Regions from separate parts of the Bombyx mori genome. Here region 1 is linked to region 2. The links are chromatin contacts, called in public Hi-C maps. All regions are on one chromosome and are shown on one strand. Each heading gives the region's core, a stretch centred on a gene start, on an enhancer-like site or on the middle of the called end of the contact. The rest is flanking DNA. Distances are from core to core; before and after follow the strand shown. Region 1 holds the start of LOC101739850 (putative Ras-related protein Rab-33). Region 2 holds the start of LOC101741512 (RNA-binding protein 41).

The links. Hi-C and Micro-C count contacts between places; a contact is called where the count stands out from the background.
Region 1: a Hi-C map of posterior silk gland shows a contact between it and region 2, with 1.7 times the contacts expected there. The contact joins the promoter of LOC101739850 here to the promoter of LOC101741512 in region 2. A contact is called at or near these places in 2 of 7 Hi-C or Micro-C datasets (middle silk gland and posterior silk gland).

Annotation. Positions count from the first base shown.
Region 1 is chr14:6,895,188-6,897,887 of ASM3026992v2, forward strand. LOC101739850 (putative Ras-related protein Rab-33) reads left to right here and starts at 1,443. Exons shown (of 5, transcript XM_004933756.5): 1 at 1,443-2,366. The coding sequence starts at 2,166. LOC101735725 (myotubularin-related protein 5) reads right to left here and starts at 354. Exons shown (of 40, transcript XM_038015237.2): 1 at 1-354.
Region 2 is chr14:6,509,119-6,511,818 of ASM3026992v2, forward strand. LOC101741512 (RNA-binding protein 41) reads left to right here and starts at 1,348. Exons shown (of 5, transcript XM_004922605.4): 1 at 1,348-1,515; 2 at 1,610-1,882; 3 at 2,572-2,700. The coding sequence starts at 1,511. LOC101741653 reads right to left here and starts at 343. Exons shown (of 12, transcript XM_062672239.1): 1 at 1-343. The coding sequence starts at 49.

The sequences.
Region 1 (2,700 bases), core at 193-2,692, 390 kb after region 2:
ATTTTCTTCAGGTACATTCTAAACGTAAACACTATTTCCGCGCTTAATTTAATTCAGGGCAAATCACGTAAACACCTGCTTTGTTTATCACTGTAGCAAGAAATTCGAAAACTAAAATAAAGATAAGAGATAGTCCGAACGCGGAGGTTAGTTGTCCGATGACATCAACTCAAACCGGTTTTCACAATTATAACATTTAAAAAAGAAAACAGAGTAATCGATATCTTTGCTATTAAAGTATACTCTTGATTTTGATCAGGAGTTATAGCGGGTTTCGCAATAAATCATGACATTCAATGAAGACTATCACTCATACGACCGAACGACCGACGGACATTTCTGATTGATAGTAATAACAACATTTGTCATTTTAGCGTAGTCAGTGCTGCTGCTTTAAAAAATGTTATACTTGTGAAAAAAAAACGCTAAAAAATAGTCTTTATTACATGCGTGAATGCACAAGCTTTTATCGTCGTTCAAAAGCAGCAATGCGTATACAATTGAAAAGTTACTTTAAGATTGAAGCAAAAGACTCAATTTAAAAGTTACGAATTAGTGAGTCCATGATTTTTTAGTATGGCAATTTTTACGTAATATTCTTTTTTGTATGGCAGTTGGCTTCTTGTGATAACATTGTTGCCAAAGTAGTACTTACAAAATCTTTGAAGAAAATGTCTTATACTGAGATAAATCAAATTAAAATATGAAAAGGGATAAGTTGAAATGAAGTAAATGTTCCAGCAAAATGTTGGGAATTTACTGCAACGTTACAGACTTTTTGGAAGAACCTCAGAATCCACCACTAGCTTCTTCAATACATTTACCCCTACATACATATGAAATTTCCCGGATTTCAAACTGTTACTAAGAGAACATTATTATTGAGCTATGATGATGATGATCTTACAAGCATCTTGGTATAGACTGAACTCTCTATCTCACTCGCATCCTTATCGGCCCCAGTAACCATAATCCAATCACAATAGTCGCTGATCGTTCACACCTATGTTGGGCACATGCACAAAACAACTGTCGACTTTTATAAAAAAAACAAGAGGCTGATCGTCGCAGGCTCTTAGGCTATTACAGTTTTACGACGAAATACTAAACTTTAAATACCCACCAAAAAGTGATTGACTAGTTCCAAGATTGGTGTCCTCAGTCCTTGCATCGTTATCACCTTACCCTCTAAAATGCGTTCCTAAGTATGGTTTAATAGAAGATATTATATATTTTACAAACTTACAAATTATATATTTTTGTCAAAATTAGACTGGTATTTAGGTTTAAATTTTAAAATTTCCGAATGACAAGTTCTAGGCAAACTACGGAAAAATTCTATAGGGTACTAATTTTTAATTGCTTTCAACAAAAAAATGTGCGTTTTTAAAATGGTAATTGTTTTCAGGAAAAATCTCAGACTCAAAAAACCTTTATCTAACCTCTTTTCTAGTTCCATTCATATAACATGTGTGGATTTTTAAAATGTGGTTTTATACACAATTACACACACACATATGTGGTTATACATATATACGCATATATTTTCTCGCCCTTGGACATAGCCAATGCCATGTCACTGTATTACCGAGCACTATTTTATAAACTTGCCTCAATGAAGGATAAGTCCGAGGAAGATATATAATATATTTAAATACGTATTTTATCTAGTTTTTAAATGAAGAGACGATGTGTGTTGACAAGTAATGCGGCGTTGTCACTCCTTTATTTAGATTTATTTTATCGTAATTATATTTAGGGCTACCGGTACATGTTCAGGAAGCTTATTAACAATTAAAATCTTTAAAAGCACAAACTTTATCTGTACATGGCGGAATAGCTTTTTCAGACAGATAGCTAGATACACTAACTTAGTGTAGACATACATAATAATATCATACATAGCTGTTTAGCATGCTGTATATTCGTAAATACACAGTAAGTAAAATCACGTAGGTATATCCTACAGTAATACAGTATGTAATCTGTATTATAACCTTCATCCTCATTTGTCAAATATATTAAGTGTATAATCTATGCTCATTTGATTTCCTCCTACACAAAACTTTGTGACAAAACAGAATTTGACAACGGACAACAAACACAAACATTGATGCTTACCCACCGAAACGATAAAAATGTAAAACTTGAAATATAAAAAAAAAATGTCAGTTAACGCCAGCCAGGATATACCTGGATTGAAGCAAAAAAAAGTATTTAAAATTATAGTTCTCGGTGATTCAGGTGTTGGGAAAACTTGTCTAACTTATCGTTTTTGTGAGGGCCAGTTTTTAAATAAATCTGAAGCTACAATCGGTGTTGATTTCAGAGAGAGAATCATTAAAATTCGTAATGAGGATATCAAGGTAAAGTTGTTACAAGAAAACAAGTACAAAATAAACTATTTCTAAATCATAAATACTAAAAGCTAATCATGAAACTAGTTGCCATCTGTAAAAGCGATCCTACACAATTAAATGTATAGATATGTTCTGTAAAGCTGTATATAAAATCGTTTGTTAAGTAATAATACTGGCATTTAACGCCCACTTTTGTTGTCTATATGAAACTACAGGGCTATCAATGCTTTTTGTCCCATAGCTTTTTAAGGGACTCTAAGCAAGATGTTAATTAACAATAACATTTCAAGAAAAAACAATAACATTGAACCACAAGACAACAAGACAAAAAGAAAATCCA
Region 2 (2,700 bases), core at 98-2,597:
ATAAACAAATCAAAGCAAAACCGAGTACCCAGTTCCACCATTTTTTCATTTTGTAGAATAATTATAATTAGCACACGAATTAATATAAGTTCATTGGCCGAGCTTAGGATCAAAATCTAATTAGTAAAAAATTTGTGGTAATTATTAGATTGATTTAAGTTCAACAGTTGTTGTTTCAAGTTTCAATATTTGTTTATTAATAATTACTGCACACTGCACAGTTTCGTAATTCGCTGCGGACGGAAGGAACTATGTACTGAACTACTGAGTAAAAAAACAACTAACAAATTTTAATAAACAAACTTGTGAGTAGTTGTGACTTGTGAGTTGGGCGCGAAGGTGAACTTTAATTTTTTAAGGGATTTTATGACCTGGGAACTAAGACCTTTAAGTCATGTCTTATTTTAATTTATATTCTCATTTTTATGAAAAATGATAAAATGGAGTGAAATGAAATGAAGATGATTAATTTAAGACATTAATCAACTGGGATGAAGTTAAATAACATGAGATGATATGAGATGGACTTTTTGGAGCATCCCGAGAAGTTACGTCCAGCGGCTTTATTTCATTTTTTCACATTTGTGCACTTTCACAGATATTAAACAGTTAATAAACCACCATTATTACACATTTAAACCCGAATAAACACTAAATAGACAAAATAAAACAAATCACACAACTTCACTCCTCGCGTTCCCGCCAAAAAGTCCTGAACTTTAATTTTAATCATATGCACCATTAGTTGATACACTTATAATATGCACCATGTAACCGTACCATGGAGTTAATAAGTACCCTCTATGAACCGTACCTACTGCTCAAGTGCTTAAATACTAAGTATATTATCTATGATACTGACCCATAAATTTCAACGGACTTTTCATTTTTATAAAAATAGGAATATAACCTAAAATAAGACGACTTAAAGATCTTAGTTACCAGGTCACAAATCACTTAAAAAAAATTCAACTACTTTTTGGCGGGAACGCGAGGAGTGAAGTTGTGTGATTTGTTTTATTTTGTCTATTTAGTGTTCCTTCAGAATTAAATGTGTAATAGCGGTAGTTTATTAACTGTTTAACATCTGTGAAAGTGCACAAATGTGGGAAAATGTAACAAAGCCACTGGACGTAACTTCCCGGGATGCTCCAAAAAGTCCACTGAAAAAATTTCAGTAAATGACCACAATTTTACTGAGATTATATTATTTCATCCCATATCATCTCACCTCACTTCATTTAATTTCATCCCAGTTGATTAATGTCTTAAATTAATCATCTTCATTTCATTTCATTTCACTCCATGGTATGTATTTTTCATAAAAATAAAAATATAAATTAAAATAAGACGTGACCTAAAGGTGTTAGTTGCCAGGCCATAAAACACTTTTAAAAAAAATTACTTAAATTAGACAAATGTTGTCTATAAATATTGCCTACCATTAAAACAACAATAGAAATTTACATTATTAATACCTAGTTTTATTTTAAATTAGATCAATTTATAGATGTGGTAAGTGCTGAACTAATTGAGAACGACAATTTTTCGTTTCATCTTGTTGTTGCTTATATTCTTTTCTGTATCGCTATTGTGTCTTAATTCCTAGTTCCAATACTCTACCAAAAGAGTTTGAGAAGAAATCTGAGGTATTACCTTTTACTAAATATGGATTGTCTTCTATCGAAGAATTCAGTCGGGCAGAGGAAGAAGTGCGGCATTTAGAGTTACTGAAAAAAGCGGGTTTGACTACTGACGAGATCAAACTATATCAAGAGAATGAATGTGGTAAATTAAATCAGCAAAATAAAGTTGAGACGGGTGTGTTAAAGCAAAAATTGCATTATATTTACACAAGAATACAAAATCTTAAAGAGCAAGTGTGAGTCGTTTTTAATTTAACACTAAATAAACAGTCTTAAGTTATTGGGGTGTCCAATCTGGTAGAATTGGTTTCCTTGTAGGTAGGTACTTGAATATTCATAACAATAATAAAGTTTGGCGTTATCATAAAATATTTGGTAACTGAATTGAGTACATATATTATGTTGATAAATTTAATCCTATAACATTGTTTGGAAAAAGCAGGTTACTACCTATTATACAGCTCTGGTATGAGTATCATAAGTATGCATTTTTATTATTTAGTATTATTATTTACTTGATTATTATTGGAAGTGTATTCATTATCATAGATAATGTTTTTGATCTTTCACATCTACCTACATTATAACCACTATTATTTAATGGGTTTTTAGAACAATTTTCACCTTTAAAACATAAATCATAGTTGTAACTTGTCAACTATAGTGTTTACAATAAAGGTGATACTAGGGTGCCTGACCAACCACCACTAATAGTTCTTGAATTCTAGGTTTGAGTTCTGACTCTATTACTTTCAAAACTAGGTAACATGTTTTTATACCTAAATTGGCCAACTTGACACTGAAATAGTTCAGCATGTATTACCTTATTTATTAGTTTATCATCAATAAAACTAAACATCTTCAATTGCAATAAAGAATGGGTGCTGCATTTACTTTAATACAATTTAAATAATTATAATTTTAGAAAACAACAAAATAATCAACCTTCTACATCTAAAACTGATGTATCAATAAAGAATTTAGAGAGAAACATACCTAAAAACACATATTGTGATGGACATCCTATGAATGATATAAAAACTTTAGAGAATTG